6 separate regions of the Mus musculus genome follow, and regions 1, 3, 4, 5 and 6 are each linked to region 2. The links are chromatin contacts, called in public ChIA-PET, HiChIP or PLAC-seq and promoter capture Hi-C maps. All regions are on one chromosome and are shown on one strand. The core of a region is the stretch at or near the end of the contact, and the rest is flanking DNA. Distances in the headings are between cores, read along the strand shown. Region 1 overlaps Gigyf2 (GRB10 interacting GYF protein 2). Region 2 holds the start of Dgkd (diacylglycerol kinase, delta). Region 3 holds the start of Ngef (neuronal guanine nucleotide exchange factor). Region 4 holds the start of Hjurp (Holliday junction recognition protein). Region 5 holds the start of Ugt1a6a (UDP glucuronosyltransferase 1 family, polypeptide A6A). Region 6 overlaps Gigyf2 (GRB10 interacting GYF protein 2).

Region 1 (3,459 bases), core at 746-3,245, 480 kb after region 2:
TATCCATCACTCCAGGTCTCACCACAGGACTCTGAATCAGTGTTACAGCTCCATCTACTGGATCCATGCATGTAACAGTTAATCTGTACTGCTAATGATCCTTCCCAATGGGCCTTGTTAGCACCAATACCAGGAGAGTGCAGGAGGTATTTCAAAACAGTAAGATCCTTACCTACATCTTTTCTTCCTGGTTTTTCAAAGCGCCTGTCACCCCTAAAAAGACAAAATAAATTTCAAAAACACCTTAAAAACAACATAGATTTCCTATCATGATACTCCTTTCCTGCAGTCCCTTTAGCAGCAGATCTGCCAGTTAGTATTTAGAAAATATAGGAAAGCAATGATGAGAACAAAAATTCCACCTGGCCACCTACCAAACCTTAGCTCCCAATGACTAGAATATTATTATTTTACCTGGAAACATTACAGACCATGTTATATATACTACCTTGGCAATATTTTCCCACATTTGTGGTTCTGAGTACTAAACCTCAGGGTGCTGAGCAAGACAGCCACCACTGTTACAACCTTAACCCTTCTACCCTTATTTTGAGATCAAGGCTCATCCTTAACTGTAAGAATTATATATTATGTTTTATTGTACAGAAATTTCAGGAAAAGCAGAAAAGGGATAAGTTCTGTGTTTTCAAAATGTTCTTTCTTGAGGGAAGGCCAGGGGCTAGAGAGGAGACAACACTCCCACCCAACTTCTGTGATTCTCTAGGTCACACCATGCAGCCCATTTTGGTCTGGAACTCATGATTCTTCTGTCTTGGCCTCCCAAGTGTTAGGATCACAGGAACACGCAACCCTGTACCACTCATGAAAGGAACGCGGTGTGCTTTGTTTTGTTTGGAGTACTGAGGGCTGAACCTCCCTAGAGAGCTACCAATGGGTTAGAATCCTAGCCATTTTTTTCCATTTTTATTTTGAGTTCAGAAGTTTGCTAAATTGTGCAGGATAGCCAGTACTCCAGAATCTCCTTCCTCAGCCTGTCAAATAACTGGCACACAGGCAAGTCCTATAGAATACCACTAGGGTGAGTTTTATAGACCAGCAAATGCTTAATTACATTACAATCTCAACACTTTAGTTACCTTTCTTCCCAGCTCTGTGATCTATGCATTTCCCTGCCACCTCCTCGCCCAAACACACCCTCTACTTCATCAAAACTTCTTTGGTAGAAACCACATTCACCTCTACCTCTGCCTGAAAATAAGAAAACAGGGGGAGGGGAAATAGTTAGAAACCAACATCCAACAAGTATGTTCAACACTGAAGGTTAATCTCTATGAAGTTCTATCTCTCTGTACACTTCAAGACGGCCACATTTAAGTATTTAGCAAGACATAATGGCTCTGATAGAACTGAACTGGGGTATGAAAAAAATAAACCAACCACTCGTGAAGGAATCCCAGTCCTGAACAATACACAGCACCAACAGGAAACTCATCAGTGACGAGGTCCACAGTGGCGTCTACCAAGGCTAGTACACCATTATAAATTGAATGTTTTCATGGATTGTTTTCAATAACTACTGGGGAAATCTTACTATGGGGAACTTCTAGAGAGAAACTCTAGTAGGAAGTGTCAATCACGATAAAATTCCTTTATCCAATTCCAGAAAAAAGATAGCAGAAGTGAACTGAACAACTGTAGGACTGCGAACTATATTCTTACAGGATAAAAAGAATCCTTCACTGAGGTAAGGAAAATTAGCAACACTAAAGTCATTCCGCAGAGTAGTTGGAGTATAGGGACTTAAAAGCTTTGCAAATCAAATGTTAGCAGGCTTCTAATGAAGGCCATCTGGTTAACTATCAACCTGTGACTCTGCTCAGAATCTATCCCAGTAGAAACATTTTTACAGAGTCAAGTGGGGTGGAACATGCCTATAATCTCAGCATTTGGGGCTGAAACAGAGAACTGACAGCTCAAAGCCAGCTTGTGTTACATCAAGAATGACTCAAAAAGCCTAAGAAAGATGAAAAGGACCGAAAGGGAAAGAAGAAAAAAAGAACAAAAGGGAAGGAGAGGGAGGCACTCACAAGTATGTAAACCATCATGCAATGCATACAGTTTCAACCAGTGATAAGACTTACTATAACCACTCACTGTTCAACCACATTATAATGGAGTTGAAAACTCTGAAGTAACTAGAGACTTATTTGTGATGGTGCTGGTCTAAAGAAATCTACTGAACTGCCAGTCACTTAAAAACATGGCATATTTGCCAGCATGTAGTACACAGTATGTGATTGTGACAATGAAAAGTTATTTATTTGAGGATATATTATATTTTCAAGTGTACTTATTTTAAATTTACTATAAAACAATATCCCATTTATACCACAAGCAACAGCATATATCTTGTAATCATTGTCTTTTAACTGTATCTGGAGGCCAAACCAAGTAAATAACCTAAACCATATAAGCCTGTGTAAATTATAATGTTCATATATCAATGAAAATAAAATAACCTAATGAGGCTCGCGTCTTGTTAAATAAGGCATGACACATATTTGTATGAAAACGAACACTTGAATTTCAAAACACTAGAAACAACCTAATAATAGTTGGCTAAATAAATTCTGATGAAACATCCCAGAACAATACAAATCCACATAACTAAGGCACTAATGTTAACTCAGACCTGTGCTACTGAATGACAAAAGCATACTCAAGTGGGGGGGGGGGGTGATATTGTGATGTTGTCCATACTGCTGCACAGCTAAGAGTGACTGAGACACATGCAGATATGTATGTAGCACGCACTTTCAGCTTTGGACATTCTGTAGTTTACTCAATGAACATGTGAACAGTACTGACACAAATGAAGAAACTAGAGGAGGCATGGGAGTTTGGGGTGCATTTATAACAAAAAATACCTTAGCAGCTATCCCAAACTTAACTTCTCCCATAGATCAAAATGATCAGAAGAAAATGATAAAGCTTTATTTTGTGTATGGTGCTAGGTACCAAACAGAGCACAATGCAAATGCTAGGCAAAAGCTCTACCACAAAAAATACACCTCTAACCCGAAAATAATATATTCTGAATGAAACATCCAATGAAGCAAGTGAATTCAAGTACCCATGCACTTCATCATAACCTATCAGGAACTGACTCAGATTACAGGAATACTTCCATGACTCTTACAAAATACTGAAAAAAATTATATAATATATATTAGGATATTCTCTTGACTAGACTAGTATCCACTTTGTCTATAAAATAAAAGTGAAAACTACAGTTTAACTCTAACAATCACAAAGTTATCTTCCAGGTTCATTACTTTTAAGTCAACCTAAAGTCAACTTACAGTTTAAGTAGCTTTCTCCCTCTGCCCTACATTCAGAATATGTATACATTTTATTTAAAATCCTAAAATAATTTAATAGTAACTACTCTAACGCGAAAATATTCCTCCACAACAGTGACTTTAGGATAAGGAACAA
Region 2 (3,743 bases), core at 826-3,325:
AATGTGTTTGAAGACCTGCCATACATCCAGCTCTGATCCTGGATCAGGGCCCTCTGACCCATCCTCCGTCCTCTGTTTTCAAACTGCAGAGGGGGTGACCCTTACAAGCAGGATTCCCAGGCAAAGGATTAGTATATATGGAGCAGCAGCTCTGCCCTCCCAGAGCTCTGACAGATGGGACTCCTCTGACCCAGTTTCTGGAGGGGCCCATTGGCCCTGGAGTCTGATGTGGTCTTCTCCCTTTGACCTTCTTCCCCCACCCCTGGGTGGTAGCAGTGGCTTCCTGCTAATGGCCTCGGCTCTGAACTGCCTCAATGCAGCTCCCTCTCTGTTCTTCAGCACCTGTGTCACAGCGCCCCTGCACTAAGCTCTTCTGGTCAAACAGTAAGAGTGGGTTCTGATCACACCATTTGGAACTTAGCATTATATGCCACACACATATTACCAGGAAATCTTTGTGAATGGCCTCTCTGCTACAAAGGGAAGTTATTGCACACAGTAAACTTCTTATTTCCCACTTCTTAACAAGCTCTAGCAACCCAGAAGAAAAATCAGCCTTGAGCTATCTGTACAGCAGATGTGAATGTATTCAGAACACAAGTCCTCGGGTGTATTTTTAACACCACAACTGTCACTCCTACCAACAACAACAACCAGAACAGCTGGTATAGCAGCTATTGTTTTTGTCCAGAGGAAAGGCAGGGAGACACCTCCTGACCAATAAAACTCTGGACTCAATGCAATTTCGGAGGAGTCCACCGTCCCCACCGCGATCCTGGCCTTCACTCACCATTCCCCTCAGTCAGAGAGTCTGATCTGCCTCACACCACTACCTATCTTAAGGACCAAGCACTAGGAAAGGGCATTTCCATTAGTATCAAGGCTCCTTAAACTTGTTCCTGGGGCTGTAATTGTTATAGCTAGAATAACACAGGTGTTAGGTCCCGTGTGCTGAATGACTTGGGTACCACATAACAAATGGACCACGTCAGCACCTAAATGGCACCCCAATCCCCAACCCCGGCAAGTAACAGAGGGTGGCAGATGATCAAGCAAGAAATGGTTTTTCCAGTAAAGGGTAACTAACTGGCCTCGGAGGAAAAGCGCACTGCAGCAGGATGAGCAAGCCCGTGCCAGCCGGAACTGCCAAGGCTGCCCCACGGTGGCAACCTGCTAGCCACCACCTGTCCAGCCACCTGCCTGAGGAAGCCCTTCCAACAAGGAGGGCTCACCTCGGCAAGAAACCATACGCAGTTTTCAAGAGGAACCAGAAAGGAAAAGCAAAGGGTGCAACTTTATTCTTAGGGAAAGACAACAAAAAGGCATGTGTCTCTCTGCACTGCAACCCGAGCGGCTGGAGTTCTCCACGGAGAGAGTTCTGAGCCCAGCGGGTGAGGAGTCCCGGCTTTCCCAAGGAGGGAGGAGGGTGAAAGGGAGGAAGAGAGGGAGGGAGAGAGGGAGAAGCGGCCACTACACGCGCATCCCTTCCCTTTCGGAACATAGGGGTGAGGACCCCGCAGCGGGCTGAGCAGTGGAGGGAGAGCCTGACGCAGGTGAGTACGGGAAGCTGCACCCGGTGCTCAGACCTACAGACCCCCCAGGCCTCGGGGAGCACGCGCCTGCGGCCCCCGCAGCGGTCCCCGCAGCGGCCCCAGCAGCACGCCGGGCCTCGGTCTCCTCAGCGGCGGCGCCCACCTGCGCCCAGTCCCCGCAGACCGGTCCCCGCGGCCCCGTCCTCGCGGCCCGGTCCCCGCGGTCCGTTAAGCCGCGGCGCGCTCGGCCCCGTAGCAGCGACCGCAGGACCTCGGGCCCGGCAGGGCCTGGGCGGCCGCTCGCACACGGTCACGGGCCTCGGCAGGGACCGCGGCGTGAGGGGCGCGCGCCCGGCCGACGCCGCGGGCTCACCTTCTGCCGGATCTGGCCCGACGTGGACACCTTACGGATAAGCTTCTGCGGGGAGCCCGGCTCAGCCTCGGGTTCACTGTCGGACGACTCCTCAGGCGGCGGCGGCGGAGGTGGCTGAGGAGGACCCGGCGGAGGGGCGCCCGCCGCCGCCGCCATGCTGCCCGGCCAGCGCGCGCGCCGCGGGGGGGCGGGGCGGGGCGGGGATGGGATGGGCCCAGCGCCTGGGGCGGAGCCTGGGCGGGGCGGGGCCTAGAGGCCGGCCGCCCCACCCCACCGCGCCCCCATAGGCAGTGGGCGCAGACGTAGGCTTGCCGGGCCCTTGCTGGGTTGTTTCGGCCTGACCCATCTCTTTCCTTCTGATGTCTTCTGTCGTTTTCTTCTTGGAACACAATTTCTAGTTTTTGTCTCTGAGTACACTGTTTTATCACTCATACCCGAGTGTAAGTGATCTCTAGGAGGCCGCTGGACTATGTTGGTGAAACAGTTTACAGAGTGCGTGAAAGTACACCCAGAGGGAGAACTTCTGTTAAGGCCACTGTTAAGGAAAGATGGAGAACCGGGGAACCGTGTTGTAGGCAGAGGCTAGATCTGTGCAAAGGCCCAGAGGCAAAAAGAAAAAAGAAAGGAAGGAAGGGATTTAGAGGGGCTTAGAGGGAGGAAAATGGGACTAGGACAGGAACTGGAGAGCTTTGGGATCGAGGCTCTGAGGACCAGATACGGGATTGGCCTTTTCTGCTGAGACCTGAGGGCAGCAAGAAACCCGGTTGGAGTTGGGGGAGTAAAGAGGTAGATAAGCTGAGCCTGGCTGGGTCACAAAGCGGAGGATCTATGAAGTATTAAGGCAAATAGGCACTCTGAATTACTGGCTGGGGCTGAGAGATAGAGAAGGGAACTGAGATTCAGAAGGGAGGGATGGGGTACTAGAGAGACATAGCAGAATGAACTCTGAGCCAAAGGAGGACCCTATGCAGTTAGAAAAGGAGTGGCTTCCGTTTGGAGTTTTGTTTTTTTGTTGTTTTGTTTTGTTTGGGCATATTGAGATGGAAAAGGACTTGGGGCCAACCAGGACAATGTGCTACCTTCCTGCTCTGCTCTGCTCTAAGAGGCAAGTCAGCAGAGGACCACCTTGGCTATCCCTTCACCCTTTCAGAGGCTGCTGCTGGAGACCCACCAATCAGCAAGCTTTGGGCCTCTGGACAACTGGACAACTCATTCTAGTGGCAATACAAGTCAGATACCACCAGGAACCACAGGAGGTTCCTAATCTGGCACAAAGATGAGGCCAGGATACTGACCTCCCAACCAGTACAGAGGATGACTTTTGTGAAAAAGATCTGAGATGCCTGGATGAACCAGGACACACTCCACCTATGCTGTAGCCACTGGCTACATACAAGTACTTATATTTAAATTCCTATTAACTAGTACCAGCCTAGGCTAAAGAATGACATTTAAGAAAAGAAAAGAGAAAAAGAAAAAGAAAAAGAACCAAGCTGGGCAGTGGTGGTGCACGCCTTTAATCCCAGCACTCAGGAGCCAAAGCCAGCAGATCTCTGAGTTCAAGGCCAGCCTGATCTACAGACTCAGTTCCAGGACAGCCAGGGCTACACAGAGGAGACCCTGTCTCAAAGAAAACAAAAACAACAAAATTTCAGTTCCTCAGTGACACTAGTCAACATTTGCAGCACTGAATGGCCTCATATGGCTTGGCAGCTACCATAGTGTATGTACTTCTAACACAGACAGATTCTATAGCACTTGATAGTGACAACTGCCCATACTGAGCTCCTGTGCATGCAGGATGAAACACACAGCCCTCAGCCATACCCCACGAACCA
Region 3 (3,333 bases), core at 496-2,995, 340 kb after region 2:
AGACCCAGGGGGTGGGAGGCTTGTATTTCAACTCCCATAAGGCCTTGAGAGAACTGTGCCTCAGGAAAGCACGGGTGAGTTTCAATGTCCAGATTCAGAGGGCTCTCTGCCATCTCTAATCCTCTCCTCACATTGAGTCAGGGAGAGATGGGGGATTATGTCAGCTCCTGCAACCTGGGGATGACAGATCCCTCCTGCTTTGCTTTCTTATCTGTCGCTGTGACAGAACACCCAGACCAAAAGTAATTTAGGAGAGAAAGGGTTTATTTTAGCTCAAGTCAAGGCAGGGACTTGAAGCAGCCAGTCACAACACATCCACAATCAAGAAAAGAGACAGGAGCATATGCATGCTTACACCACTTAGCTCAGGTTTGGTTTGGTTTGGTTTTCTGTCTAACACCGTTTATGGGAATGGCACAGTCAAAGGTAGACTGGGTTTTCCCACCTCAATTAACCTAGTCAAGACAATTCCCCACAGACATGACTGATGTAGACAAGCCCTCCTTCAGACTCTCTTCTGTGGTTGCTTGCTAGGCTGTGTCATATGGCAATTAAACTAACCATTGCCCCTTCCAAATAAAACAACCCTCCCTTCCCAAAGCCATCGCTGTTTCTCTTGAGTCCCAGCCGCTGTGCCTCCCACCTACTCATCCAAGAACAAGCAACACTTGAGGCTGGAGCAACAACTCAGGTGTTAAGAACACATGTTGCTCTAGCAGAGAACCCAGGTTCAGTTGCCAGCACACACATGGTGGCTCACAACCATGTAACTCCAATAATTCCATAATTCCGGTTCCAGGGATCCAACGCTCTTTTCTGATTTTGAAAGGTACCAGTCAAACACATTGGTCACATACATACATGCAGGCAAAATACTCATATACCAGAAAAACCAATAAACACAGCTGCCTCAAACCCCCAGGAACAGGTTCCTTATAACCAATGCCCACAGGTGGAGTGTGGAGGGGGCCATGCTGGGGAACACTGTGTCCCACCCTCACCCTCAGGTACCTACAGAACTGGCCACACTACTCTTGACTTGAGATATTTCTCTCCTTATCCTCTCGTTTTATCTGAGCGCTGTACTAGCTAACAAACAGTAGGGTGCAGATCTACTTGTGGGTAGGGAAATCCTACTGCAGTTTCTGGAAACTTCTCCTTAACTCCCTCCTGGCAGCGTTTGGGGGTCGCTGGGAAAGATTTGGTCCAGCAGAAAGACCCACTCAGGAAAAACGTCTGCAGTGGTGGTGGTGGTGGGGGGGTTTCACACACACACACACACACACACACACACACACACACACACACACACACACACACACCTGAGAGTCAAGAGCAAGAGTGCAGGAGAAATAACTGTTTTCTCTCCAACTGGGAGTAGAGGGCATATATTCCCAAAGCATGATCTAGGAGACTGAATTGTAATGGGCAAGGGATGGGACAGAGGGTCGCCTCGCCCTCCCCTTCAAGAAACCCGGGGCGGAGCTATGAAAAACGACCCACTGGCAAGAGGGGAGATAGGCTGAGGCAGCTCTGTTCCCTCTGTCCCCGCGTCTCCCGGCACCCGGCGGCCGCGGGGGAGGCAGGCGCTGCGCGGCTCCGGTCCATGTGGGGAGTCACCGCCCCCTGGTCCGGGTGCACCCGGCCCTAGCGCCCCCACCTCGCCGCCGCCGGCCTCGCCCCCGCCGCGCGCGCCCCGCCCGCCTCCCCCGTTGCCGTGGCAACCCCGGGAGCCTCCAGGCGCGCGCTCGTCCGCGGGAGCGCTCTACAGCAGCGGCGGCGGCAGCTCCGGCTTGAGCCGCGCGCGCTGCGACCTCACTCAGAGCCCGCGCATTGCCCCCGGCTGGGCCCTGGGCCCCCCGCGCGGCTCCCCACCAGCCCCTGAGCCTACCCGGTCGCTGGTCCCCATGGAGCTGCTGGCTGCAGCCTTCAGCGCCGCCTGCGCCGTGGACCACGACAGCTCCACCTCGGAGAGCGACACGCGCGACTCGGCGGCGGGACACCTGCCGGGCAGGTGAGGACCCGCTGTATCCCGGCCCCCGCGCAATGTCCCCACGTACTCCCTCACACTCGCTCCCTAGGCGATGATCTCGGACCCCTGCGGCCTATCCGGGTCCTCGGCCCCCGGGCTCCTGCTGCCCCCCACTAACTCTAATCCGACGGACCTTCCCCCTGGGAGAGCCGTGCGTCCTGTTCCAGGTCACTAGCACCCAGTCCCAGCGTGGGATGGCCTCCTGCACCTTGTCCCTGGACGCCCAGAGTGTGCGCGTCCCGCCCTTCGCCCCTCTCTGCGCTCCCAGTCTCTGGAACTGGAGGACAGAGCCTCGAGTGGGGCCAGGGGGCACGGGACGGCTAAGGGAGTGGGGTGGCAGCGGGCTGGCAGGACCCGTTGGGGCGGCCTTCCGCGCTGTGCAGCGGCTAGGGTACGCCAACTTTCCGACGCCTGTCCGCGAGCTCGAAAAACATGAAGGTTTGGGCGGACTGGTGTAGGAGTGAATCACCCCGTCGCGCCCTGGTATGGTGACAAAAAGGGTTTGTCGGGCTCGCCCGGTCCGGACACGTGGCGGCCACTGTGGCCCCCCTTGGCTTGGAAGCTCTTAGGGGCAGTACCCTCCAGGCAGCAGCCGCTTGTGCTGACCGACAGTCGCCTCTTGCGATCTAGCCAAGGTGTGTCGTTGCTTAAAAATAAACAGCCGTCGCTCTCCTCCTTCTCTTGCAGCGAGTCATCCTCCACCCCTGGAAATGGAACCACACCCGAGGAGTGCCCAGCCCTCACCGACAGCCCCACCACTCTCACGGAGGCCCTGCAGATGATCCATCCCATTCCCGCCGACTCCTGGAGAAACCTCATTGAACAAATAGGTGGGTCCAGGGCAGGCAGCGACTCGTTTGGACCATGAGAGCCTGGTGGCTTCCAGGGGACCCTGGCTGCTGGGCTGACTGGCATGCGGCTTTTGACATGACTAGTTCTAATGGTTTCCTAGGCAGAACTGCCGAGTTTTATTAGTGCTGCACCACTGAGCTAATTTAGCTGGGATTGTGGTGTGTTTGTGAGACTGAGTCTCACACTGCAACCCTGGCTGGCCTGGAATTTACTCAGTAGCCCAGGCTAGCCTGGACCTCACCTCCTGCCTGAGAACTTGAGTTCCAGGGTTATGAGCTTGAGACTCTATGCTGGGCTTTAGCAGTGGGTATTGATCTTGATGTCTCTTGGAGAACACTCTTGGTCCAGCCCTTTCCTGTAGAAAACGTTGTTTCCAGAATGGAGTAGCTGGAGAGAGAGAATGAAGTCTTCCTTGACCTCAACAGGGAGGTCCTAGGAGGACCTGGAAG
Region 4 (3,381 bases), core at 176-2,675, 420 kb before region 2:
CTCCTCTCTTGTTGACAATTTCTGACCTTTGTCCTTTTCCCTGAAGGGCTTTCTTACTAAATGTTCTTATCATTAACCCTTGGTAAGATTTATTATTACAATATTATATTTATTATTATTTAATACTTAATTTGGTCCCTCTTAACTTTCATAAGTATTTGGGCCAAATTACCTGTTCTGTTTTGTATATGTAAATGCTTTAATTGATTTTTCTCAATGACAATCAGTATTCTGAAACCTTCTCCGCCTATTTGACTAAACATACTTTGATGAGCTATTAATGCCTCTTTCTAACACAGTAGTCGTGAATGATCTATGTGAAGTCAAAATTATCTGTAAATTGACAGAGTCTCGGATATTTTCTTGTTAATGTGAGAAAACACCTAGCAAAAAGCAAAATAAGGAAGGAAAGTTTTACTTTAAGCTTGCAGTGCAGAGAAGTTCAGCCATCAGGATGGGGAAGGCTTGGAGGTGCTCAGGAGACAGAACAGCATATCTAGTTGACGCCACCACCAACGTTCTGAAGCAACACCTTCTCACATCCCCACAGGCAACAGGTTCATACTGGGGTAGGGACAGATTGGATGAGGCAACCGCCATCCAATCCCAGGAGAGTCGGACGACCGACGGCCCTCCCAGAAGCCCAGGATCTTGAAAGAGACTTCCGCGCTTGTTGCAAATACATTGCGTGGGCATCCACAGTCTATGAGCCTGGAAGCTCTTCTTCCCTCCCTCAGTTTCAATGGGACAGCATGAAAAGATTATGGGGGCAGGCTGAGAAGTAGAGAGGCACCTCAAGGGACTTCCTGATACTCAGTAATGATTCCATTAATTCCCATATCGTGATAATCACGTTAATACCCGCAAACAAATGTAGCTGTTATGAAGTCACAGTAAAACCAACTAGTGGGGTTCAATCCCCCAGCTCTGCCAGAAGACAACCCCTCCCAAAAATTCTGAAAATGTTCTAAAATGTTAATCGAAGTAAATGCCCTCATAAAATGGACACCAAATTACCTACCCCCTCAAGGAACAAGATAACAATCAAGAAACAGCCTATAATCAGAAATGGGAGAGAAAGTTTATTTTAAAACCCTAGGATAAAAATCACAGATTCTGTCACGTTTATAATATCGTTCAGCACATTTACACGCGTCTTGTTTTTGAACACTGGCTTTCCAGACTCCTTTCAGGACCGTTATTTGGATCTGGCTTTCCCCAAGCCTTCCCAAGAGCTGGGAAATTGGTAGATCCAGGAAGGAGCCTTGACAGGCAACTCACCCAGAAGCCTCTAGGGGACGCGGGAGTGCCGCATGAAGTAATGCGCATGTTCCACCCGCTCCGGCGGACCCTCCCTCTCGTCCCTCCCCTTCTCGTTTCCACCGGAAGTGCTCCCTGGGAGCGGCGGCCGGAAACGCGGGCAGGATCGGTTGCGTAAATACTTTTGAAAGACCCTATTAGCGCGCGGGGCGCCACGTTTGATCTGTGGACGGGCTTGGGCGGGTGCAGTGCCGGGCAGAGAGCCACGTACGCCATGGAGTCTATGGGTCGGCAGGACCGCAGGCTGCATCAGCAGCTTAAGGAAAGCAGTAGCCGCTTCCAGACGTTAATGAAGCGGCTGATAGCGAAGGTAGGCTGGGACGGCGGCCGAGGCGGGCAGGGCGCGGTGGGCGGGGATCCAGCGCCCCGGAGTCTGACCAGCTCTCCCTTCCCCGCAGTACAACCAGCCCTTTGAGGACGACCCGTTGGTGGAGATGAGGACGTTAACCTACGAGACGCCCCAGGGTACGAAGCCCTCCCTTCCTGTTGGCACTGGGCCAGAACAGTGGGCCTAGAATTTGCAATGCTGCATTTGTCCCCCTTGCTCCTAGGGACCTTGAATCCCTGAGTTGCTGATTTCCAATTTAATTTCTCTGAAAGAAATGCCTGGAGACACAGTGCAGCCTGGTTTTTTAAAATGCCTGGCATGGAAGTTCGAGCTAATTGATTAGCGGTACAAGTGACTCTGTAAAATAAGGATGTTGACAATCATGGGTAAGCCGTATGGTTGTGTATAACATCACCAGAGTACCTGTCAGGCCATTGGAACAGCACCCAGGACTGCTCCGCTCTCATGGGCTTTGCTGTATAAATGTAGACCCATCTGTTTTGGACAGTCCCCATTATCTGCCACCTCTGACGCATTTTATTTAATGTTGTGAGTGTACTTACTACCTTAAACCTCATCGGTTCTCTAACTGGGATAAGTTTGTTATTTGATGAGGTCGTATCCTTCCCTAAGACCCATCCCTGATGTTTGTCTGAATTTATTGATAAAATCGGATTTCGGATCACAGTCTGCCAGGGGTCTACAAGTGCAGTCTGTCTTTTGTCTTATTGGCTGTTCAGGGCACGTGTTGGGTAAGCATTTTAAATAAGCAGAAACTGAACTAATTCTACAAAGAGGTTGCTTTTCTCTGGATGGGATCAGGACACAGCAATATAGGAATCCATAAGTGTGCTGTCTGACTCTTGGCTTTTCTGTGCTCTTGCGGCTGTTTGTGAAGGGGTAGGCAGTGTCTGGAGTATTTTGGACTGCCCATCTGTCTTCAATGATATATTCTGTCAGTGATATATAACTGATGTCAGTTATATGAGAACAGTGAAGTTGCTGAAGAGTTTGAGACTATACAAGTTGGTATAAGAGCCCTCCCTGAGGTCTGGCCAACACATAGACACCTAGGGCTGCAGTTGTCGGTTAACAAATCTATGTCCTAGCAAGCTTGCCATGAATCCCTCATCTTGTTGATTGTTCTGAGAGACACGTTTTTGGCGCGGCCTTTCCTAACATGCAGTAGACTGAAGTCCAGATTTAAGGTGGAGACTGGAGCAGAGAGCTAACTGCAGAGAACAGGAGGGAATCATTTGTGTGTGTTGACAGTTCACCTGGGCATGCACTTAGCACGTATTGTAGAGTTCAGTTTCAAACATGCAACATTAGCACTTTATGCGATTAAATGTAGAATTCCACGGAGAGGGCCATTCAGCAAAGCCTTGATTTGACTTAGCCGTTGTAGTTGAGCATCAGTGTCCTCTGGAAAGGTCATGTCCCACAGTGGTCAGTGCTATCAGACCTCCCAGAATTCACATGCTGGTTCCACTTCATGAGCAGAGAGCTGGGTTAGTCATCTGAACTTTCCTCTTCGCATATCTGTCTGTACAGTGGACATGGTAAGTCTGTCCTGTGGGCTTTTAAGAGGGTATGGGAGTTACATGCCACACGGGTTGCAAATACGAAACGGTGTGTCCTTGCTAAAACCTGGAGCATAGAGGGTGCTGTGTAATTTATTTTTTCTGTTTCTGTTATAATAATATAATCTGAAATCTCCAGACCCACCATTT
Region 5 (3,610 bases), core at 572-3,071, 280 kb before region 2:
AAATAAACTTTCCCACCTATGGCCCAAGCCTTTCTTATTGATGCATGGCATTGATCTCTCTGAAATGACAGAACTCTGGAGAGTGAGAGCGACCTGGAGCACATATGATAAGCATGTTCCAGGGACAGCAGAGCTCAGGGCTGATGTGACCAGAGGTCTGCAGCTTTCTAGCCCTCCTTTTGGTAGTTTAAATGAAAATGGCCCCTGTGGGCTCATAAAAAATTGCACTATTTAAAAAGTTAGGAGGAATGGCCTTGGAGTAGATGTGGCCTTGTTGGAGGAAAGGTGTCACTGATGGTGGCCTTTGAGGTTTCAGGGGCTCCAGCCAAGGCCCAATGTGTCTCCCCCTCCCTGTTGCCTGCCAATCCAGATGTAGAATGCCTGGCTTCTTCTCCAGCACCATGTCTGCCTGCCTGCTGCCATGCTTCCTGCCATGACCATAATGGACTAAAGCTCTCAAAAGTAAGCCAGGCCCAATTACCTGTTTTCCATTCTATGAGTTGCTGTGGTCATGATGTCTCTTTATGGCCTTAGAACCTCTAAGATGCTCCCCCTAGATGATATACATAATAAACACGATGTCAGCTCTGATCACCTACTTCCTTTAAAGTTCTGCTAGTGTCCCATCCGTGACACCTTCCCTGTTGAGCCCAGGGTCCAGCAGCCCAGTCTGTGGCCCTGGGCCTCCTTCCCTTCCTTGCTATCATTACCTCACCTTCTGTGTATTTATGCATCCCTCTCCCAACTATTAGTAGCATGTGCAGGGTGGGATCAATCATTGTTCTAATGTCCCTCTCTACCAAACTCAGTGTTCCTCTCTATTGAGTCTGCAGCATGCAGATCAGTGTCCAGCATACAGAAGGCTCCGAGTACCAGTTTGTGTGTGAGTAAACTGGCATTGGGACTGTCTGTCCATTTTATCCTTGTGCCTCATTTTCAATCAAATAGTAAAAGGTTACTCAAGGAAGGATAAGACAGAACCAGCTCCCTTGTGAGGAGTTGGTCGCTGACCCTTCGACATGTGTATAAGGGAAAAACCAACGACCCTTTCCTTCTGCACACTTTCACTCACACAGCTCTTGTGTTACCAGGCATGTATGAGTCAAGTCAACCACTTAGCAGAGTTGGCTACAGACCAGAGGCTCTTTTACTCAGCCTCAGAGCAGCTCTGCTCAAACCACTCAGAGAATCACTCAGTCAGAGGTTCATTACAGCAGCAGCACCCATAGTGCAACAAGACAGCAGTGGAGAAATGCCAAGAGCTTGGGGGAGAGACATGGCCGCTCTCTGTGTTCTTGGTGCAACCTATCCTCCACACCTTCAGCAACCTGGCAGCTCCCCAACCCAATCCCTCTGTGCTTTCATAGGGGCCGCATCATGAAATACAGGGGATGGGCTGATTGATTAAATTACCGTTGATCAGTAATCAACCCTAACTTCAATCCCTTTCTCTGCCCTTCCCTCTAATCTCAAAGCTGGTTCCAGACCCCATCCTTACAAACTTTCCAAAAGTTGCCCCTTAAGCATAAGCTTTAAGAAAACAGTACAACAGCTTATCACAAACAAACAGCACAGGTTTCCCTCCCACCCCTCATGAAATCAACAGGCATTTGGGAAGCTCTGCACAGGAAGACAAAAGCCCTTATCTTTCAAATTCTGTATTGCTCTCTCACCACACATAATCTGTTACTTGCCTGTCAGATAGTAAGGTTAGAGACCTGTGCCTCTAGGTAGCACGTGATGAGGGCCCTTGAGCAAGAGTAAGAAATCTGGAAGTCGGTTTCCAGTCAGCCACCATCAGCCAGCATCTGAATTCTGGGTTTTCTAACCACCACCAAAGAGGGAGGGTTACATTTGTTCTGTTTGTTAATCACTGCTGAGGGCGGGCCAGGGAGTTATGGATGTTGAAATCAGGCTGCCCTGGAGGAAATTGTTCTTTGAATCAAGGAACTGGCTCACCCAGACCTTGTCAGGCATATGCATATTGGAACCAGCTTGCCAGTACTTGCCTTAACCTTGGCACCCCAGTCGGTTGGGGCTCAGGAAAGCAGGACTGAAGGGGCCACCCCAAAGGGCAAGCAGGAACATAGCCAAGATGAAAGTTCTTTCTTTAAGGCTTACAAAGACTCCACTCAGTCCAAGCAGGGGTGGAGGATCAGCGTGGGAGGGAGGAGGGGAGTTGGAGTTTTTTGTTTTGTTTTGCTTTTAATTGATTCTTTGTGGGTTTCAAATTGTGCTTCCCAGCCCACTGGTCACCCATCCCCCTGGTGTCTGTTCTTTGCCTTTAACACATAAACAAGCAGGCAAAACAAAAACAAAAAAGCATTGAAAATATCTCATCATGGAAGCTGTAATACTGTCACAGTGTGTCCCACAGTATGTCTCTCTGTCTACACATGTTCACTTGCTAATGTTCATTGCAGTGAGGCACTGGTCTGGTTTGAGATCTCTGGCTTTTGTGACATAAACAGGATTTTTGACTCAGAATGAAAAGAGACAAGCTTACAGCAATGAGAAACCACTCCCCAGAGACTCATAAAGGAAGCACACTGTAGCTCTGTCCTTCCTGAGTGGCAGAGCAAAAGCTCTCTGAAGAATGTCTTTAAGCAAGCTGGCATGAATTGGGGAAAGCACGAGGAACTGTACCCTCGTATTCTTTATGACAGACACACAATTTACCGAGGCCTGGGCCCTTCCTAGGAAAATCAGGTTCACCTGGGTACTGACTGGCTTGTTCTTGTTTCCAGCAAGTCCATGGGGTCATAGGTTGAAATCAGGAAGAAGGCAGGAGAGGACAACAAGGTTCTGTCAGAGCATCACCAGAGGGTGCTTTGCAAGCTTTGTTCATGAGATTTGACTCTACTGTTTCTTAGACTGGTGTGTGTGTGTGTGTACATGTGCACAGAGAGAGAGGGGGGGGTGTGCAGCTGTCAGGAGTATTTCTGTACTGGGCACCAGAAAAGGGAATGTGGCATGCCTGGCACTTCTAAGTTTTATCCCTCCTGCTGCCCAGGAGGCTCAGTCCAGTCCAGCGGGAGGATACAGGCTCAGGGTGTCTTGCATAACATTACTTCTACCTATACAGGGGAAGGTCAGCTTTAACCTAGGGATTTCTGAAGAACAACAAATGGGGCTTGGGGCACACACCAGTGGAATGAAGGCATAGATCCTGGGATAGAACCACACTGTATGGGTAAAAATGCCGCTCCCCAAAGTGAATGAAGAACAGCTAGCATCTGGAGTAGGAAGGAGGTCTGAAAGTTGACAGGGGACAGTTTCATTCCAGAAGCTGAGGGCTATCTGAAAAGGTCAGCCATGTAGAGGAATTCCCTTCTCAGGAACTCACCCTTCCAGATCCTTCAGATACCTAAGCCCAGGAATTAGAGGCCCAGGACCTACAAGATGACAGAAGACCTACAGAACAATTTCAGACTTGAAAAATCTCAATTCAGAACACAAAAAAAGGCAAAACCAAATCCATGAATTTCCCTGGTTTTGTTTCTGCTGCTGTGGTAAAATACTCTGATAAACAGAAGCTTAGCGGACACAGGCTTATTTTACTTGCAAGTCAGATTCTAGTCCATCCTTATGGAGAAGGTAAGATGGCAGA
Region 6 (3,710 bases), core at 434-2,933, 440 kb after region 2:
AGCTAAGTCATATGATCCAATAATGTTTTGCTTAAAACAGGCAGCAGGCTACCAACACTTGACAGTGTCAATCCATCTACCTGCACAAATAATACTTCTTTTTCATGAGCCTAGTGCTCAGGAGACTAAGGCTGCAGAACATGAATTTTACGGCAGTCGGGGCTATACGGTTAAATATCTCAACACACACACACACACACACACACACACACGTAAGATAACAACCTTAGTGAGCTGGTCGTTGTTCTACACCATTCCTAACAACAAACTCTTTAACTTCTTCCTACCTTCTCCTCTGTTTTTTCTCTGTGCCCCTCAAAAAGTACTTAGTCAATAAAATGATTGTCTGGCTCTTTCTTCAGCAACTAAAGACCCTGAAAACCTAATTAGATGCCATTCTCTGGAATCTAGAATTAAAAGGCAAGCTACAATGAGATGGACAGTGGCACACACGTCACTAGTAGGCTACTCAAGAATCACAGAAGCCTTGAGTTCTCACTCTAACAGGTGAGACTTGAAGCAGATTCTATGTCAGGTTCTTTTGATGCTGCAGTGCATCCTACTGCATCACTCTCTTACTGGATTAAGAACTGCTGGTACTGGAGGTGCTGCATCTGGTATAAGGCAGTGAGTTCCTGCTGTCTGGTCAGGCGTTCCTGGTCCAATTCTCCCTGAGGGAAAAGAGGTACAAGAAGAAGCACCATGAGATAGACAGCAATGAGCATACATAGCATCGAGTATACACACCTACACACATGCACACGCACACACATAGCACACCACACGCAAGACCTTTGCTTCCTACTCCAAACTTGTGCCCTTCAAACCCTTAACTAAAAACCCCATTACCTTAAAAAACCAAGCAATGCCACCTAGTGGTATGAGGTGGCATTACCAACATAAGTCACAAGCAGTCCTTACTCAGCACTGTCATCCACTACTTCAAACTGAAAGCTGAACTGTGATCTACCAATCTGTTACTGTAATTGAGAAATTACCCAGCACTCTAAATCTTGGTGGCTTGTTTTAAAGATCACATAAAAATCACAGAAACAGGACAACATGAAAAAGAGTAAAGTGACCTAACAGCTGATAGGATGAGAACTCCTCCCTCAAATTAGGGATTTCTAACGCTAGTTATACACTGGAAGGTGGAAACACAGGCTAATAGTATTTTCATTGTATTTCAAAATAATTCAAAGAAGATGGCTGAAATTTTAGTTTTGTAAAGTTAAAATAGAGGCAAAGAAAATATAAGGTTTATAGTAATAAAAATAAAAACCTAAGATAACAGACTAACCCCTAGGCAAACCATATATGAACTTGTATTTTTCTGGCTTACTGATTATAGCTTGGAATAAAGCATCTGACATACAATGGGTTAGGGCAGGAAGAATCCTAAATTCAGAGATATCAGGAGTAAGGTCTAGTCAACACTTCACACGAGTAGCTGGGTTTTAAGAGTTCTGCTTGTGAAAGTCAGCTCTCTTATCAGTGCTTTGAGGAAGGAGGTAGCAGGTAACAAGCAACCTGAGCTTCCCAAAAGTTTCCCCTTGAAGGGTACAGACCGAGGCTTAGGTACAGCTTCAACTAAAGAGATGCAGACTGTGACTGGAGAAAACAAGGGGTGAGAACATGCCAAAAACCAAGCGAGCAGCTTTTAGCTCCTGACACATCAAAGTCACATTTCAACTTTAAGACAGGAAATAAGGCTCAAACTTGTCAGGTAAATTCAAGTAATGATTCACTATAATTGTTCTTGTGATTGAAAAGAAACAATTCTCAAAAATAATGTATGAATCATGGAAGAGAAAGTATGATGGCCAGCAAGCCAGTGAGTCTCATCCTTTAATAACAGAGGATACAGCACATTCACTGCCACCTATCAAACAATTACCGTGAAAATAACACTGGTAGCCTCAGTATAGCTGTGTAAGTCAACATCAGGTTACTGCAGAAATCCAGTATTCATGGTAAATTAAATAGTATCACTTTTATCAATGGACAACCACTACTTGCTTCAATTTAATAAAAACATAGACAGACACACACATAGCAACCTCTACTAGCAACTCAACTGAGAAAGGCCAGCCTCAAGAGAAAATTTTCCCAGCCAAAGGATTAGGCCTTCAAAATATCCTAACACAGTAAGTGGCACTTATATTTGGATAAGCCTCAAGTTCAAGAAATTTTATGAGCCAGAAAATAAGAAGGAGATAGAGGTGAGAGGAAAAGTGTACATTCTAAGTAAAAGTAATAAGAACTTTTCAGAGGCCAGCCATTTTGAAACACAGAAGATAAAAGCTTTGACATGAGCTATGAAAGGGAGAGAGTCAGACCATAAAGGACCTACAGGTTAGGTCAGGATAAGATATTGGTCTCATTCTTTATTGGTTAGAAAACCACCGACAGATTTTATACAGTATATATAGATGAATGCACAGTAAGTTCTGAAAAGGTCATTAGTGTTCAGTATACAATTCTCCCATTCAAAAATGCCCATTATCATTTCAATTTACTTCTATGAAACTACCAGGTTGGGTATGGTAGTTCATGCCTATGATCCCAGCAACTTAGGTAGGAGCAAGAGAACCACCACAAGTTTGAGGTCAACCTGGTCTGCAGAGCAAGTTCCAGGCCAAAACCCTGTATCAAAGAAAAAGAAAGAGAAACTACCATTCTTTCTTCCTTCACTGCAACCCTGGTTGTCATTCAAAGAGAAACAAGTACTCCTGTGTCTACTGTGAATCTCAGGCAAGTGGGAAGATACTCACCATATGAGGAGGGGGAGCTGGGCCTGGAGAGAAAGGAACCCTTCCCCACATTTTCATGATATCACCAAGGGGCTGGAAGCTTTCATCACATGCTCTCTTCACCAGCAAAGACATAGTAAAATAGCCCGCCTGAAACCACTCGGCCATCTCCTGATTGTTAAAGGGACCTAAACACAAGGGGAGTGAGAATGCTGTCAGGCTCAAAAATAAGTATATTCCCTGAGTCTCATGTTCATTCAAAATTTTATAGAATACCAGCTTACCTCAAAAAGTAACAAATAAGATTTTTTAAAATTAGATACAAAGGGAATTAAATTTTGAAATGCACAATGTTGTGTCCCCAAGCTGGGAGTTTAAGCCAGGACATTACTCATTTTCAGCAAGTACCCTGCTGCTGAGTCTCACCCCCGAGCAAGCTCCAGCCTGACGCGTCTCAAATTTGTCACCAATGCTTTAATGACTATACGCAGAATAACCGTCTCGCCCTCTGCAACAACTCACATCAGGAGCGTAAAATACACTGACGAGCTGATAGCATGTGCTGGATATGATCACTAAATTCTCAGGGCTACATTTGTTATGTTCTGTTGGAGATTAGTGATTTGTAAAAAGCAATCATCAACTGAACTAAGGCAAACTGCAATGAATGTACCCAACTAGACCAAATCTGGCCTTGAGAAAAAAATAGCATTCTTTAGTTGAGCACTTTAAACATAAAAACTTACAGAACAGAGACAAATTTTCAGTATTTTTTTAGCATTAAAAATTTTTTTTAGGTATGAATGGGTGTTTTGCCTATAGGAATGTCTCTGTACCACATATGTGGCTGGTCACAGAGGCCAGAGTGGGTGTGGGATCCCCAGAACCTGAGTTACAGATGGGTCTGACTATATAACTATGTAGATCCTGGGAGTAAGCCTGGGTCCTCTGGAAGAG

What was found. Promoter capture Hi-C pulls out the DNA fragments that hold promoters and counts their contacts. ChIA-PET counts read pairs in DNA pulled down with a chosen protein or histone mark. HiChIP or PLAC-seq counts read pairs in DNA pulled down with a chosen protein or histone mark.
Region 1: a contact with region 2 is called in an RNA polymerase II ChIA-PET map of memory CD8 T cells, with 42 read pairs. The contact joins the enhancer-like site here to the promoter of Dgkd in region 2. A contact is called at or near these places in 2 of 39 promoter capture datasets (the HPC-7 cell line and maxillary cranial neural crest), 1 of 115 datasets of contacts at active chromatin or transcription factors (memory CD8 T cells) and 1 of 9 other capture datasets (liver).
Region 3: a contact with region 2 is called in a promoter capture Hi-C map of embryonic stem cells, with 2.6 times the contacts expected there. The contact joins the promoter of Ngef here to the promoter of Dgkd in region 2. A contact is called at or near these places in 3 of 39 promoter capture datasets (cranial neural crest, embryonic stem cells and liver), 1 of 484 Hi-C or Micro-C datasets (embryonic stem cells), 7 of 115 datasets of contacts at active chromatin or transcription factors (astrocytes, embryonic forebrain, embryonic hindbrain and 4 more) and 1 of 9 other capture datasets (embryonic stem cells).
Region 4: a contact with region 2 is called in an H3K4me3 HiChIP or PLAC-seq map of embryonic stem cells, with 3 times the contacts expected there. The contact joins the promoter of Hjurp here to the promoter of Dgkd in region 2. A contact is called at or near these places in 7 of 39 promoter capture datasets (3T3-L1-derived adipocytes, the HPC-7 cell line, embryonic stem cells and 3 more), 1 of 15 datasets of contacts at CTCF or cohesin (the NIH/3T3 cell line), 1 of 484 Hi-C or Micro-C datasets (embryonic stem cells), 3 of 115 datasets of contacts at active chromatin or transcription factors (bone marrow-derived macrophages, embryonic stem cells and large pre-B cells) and 2 of 9 other capture datasets (adipose tissue and liver).
Region 5: an H3K4me3 HiChIP or PLAC-seq map of pro-B cells shows a contact between it and region 2, with 4 times the contacts expected there. The contact joins the promoter of Ugt1a6a here to the promoter of Dgkd in region 2. A contact is called at or near these places in 2 of 115 datasets of contacts at active chromatin or transcription factors (pro-B cells and stem cell-derived neural progenitor cells).
Region 6: an RNA polymerase II ChIA-PET map of memory CD8 T cells shows a contact between it and region 2, with 13 read pairs. The contact joins the enhancer-like site here to the promoter of Dgkd in region 2. A contact is called at or near these places in 5 of 39 promoter capture datasets (the HPC-7 cell line, cranial neural crest, embryonic stem cells and 2 more), 7 of 115 datasets of contacts at active chromatin or transcription factors (craniofacial prominence, embryonic stem cells, large pre-B cells and 4 more) and 3 of 9 other capture datasets (adipose tissue, liver and macrophages).

Annotation. Positions count from the first base shown.
Region 1 is chr1:87,376,722-87,380,180 of GRCm38.p6, reverse strand. Gigyf2 (GRB10 interacting GYF protein 2) reads right to left here. Exons shown (of 29, transcript NM_146112.4): 7 at 1,098-1,209; 8 at 173-213. Among named protein-coding and RNA genes, the nearest start is that of Kcnj13, 16 kb to the left of the region's middle. Within about 2 kb of position 1,995, at least 15 of the 459 cell types and tissues checked have an H3K27ac peak or open chromatin away from gene starts, as enhancers often do. A contact at or near this core is called in memory CD8 T cells, where this site is marked.
Region 2 is chr1:87,851,619-87,855,361 of GRCm38.p6, reverse strand. Dgkd (diacylglycerol kinase, delta) reads right to left here and starts at 2,075. Exons shown (of 30, transcript NM_177646.3): 1 at 1,906-2,075. The coding sequence starts at 2,061. It overlaps Gm19582 (predicted gene, 19582), which reads left to right and starts at 1,063. Exons shown (of 2, transcript NR_136921.1): 1 at 1,063-1,391; 2 at 1,504-2,015.
Region 3 is chr1:87,508,774-87,512,106 of GRCm38.p6, reverse strand. It overlaps Ngef (neuronal guanine nucleotide exchange factor), which reads left to right and starts at 1,745. Exons shown (of 13, transcript NM_019867.2): 1 at 1,745-2,014; 2 at 2,720-2,862. The coding sequence starts at 1,908.
Region 4 is chr1:88,275,623-88,279,003 of GRCm38.p6, reverse strand. It overlaps Hjurp (Holliday junction recognition protein), which reads left to right and starts at 1,425. Exons shown (of 8, transcript NM_198652.2): 1 at 1,425-1,630; 2 at 1,719-1,785. The coding sequence starts at 1,535.
Region 5 is chr1:88,133,020-88,136,629 of GRCm38.p6, reverse strand. It overlaps Ugt1a6a (UDP glucuronosyltransferase 1 family, polypeptide A6A), which reads right to left and starts at 1,821. Exons shown (of 6, transcript NM_145079.3): 1 at 1,695-1,821. The region is part of intron 1 of Ugt1a10 (UDP glycosyltransferase 1 family, polypeptide A10); the gene reads right to left. All of the region lies in intron 1 of Ugt1a9 (UDP glucuronosyltransferase 1 family, polypeptide A9), which reads right to left. The region is part of intron 1 of Ugt1a8 (UDP glucuronosyltransferase 1 family, polypeptide A8); the gene reads right to left. It also overlaps Ugt1a7c and Ugt1a6b.
Region 6 is chr1:87,416,049-87,419,758 of GRCm38.p6, reverse strand. It overlaps Gigyf2 (GRB10 interacting GYF protein 2), which reads right to left. Exons shown (of 29, transcript NM_146112.4): 15 at 2,775-2,941; 16 at 580-671. Among named protein-coding and RNA genes, the nearest start is that of Kcnj13, 23 kb to the right of the region's middle. Within about 2 kb of position 1,683, at least 7 of the 459 cell types and tissues checked have an H3K27ac peak or open chromatin away from gene starts, as enhancers often do. A contact at or near this core is called in memory CD8 T cells, where this site is marked.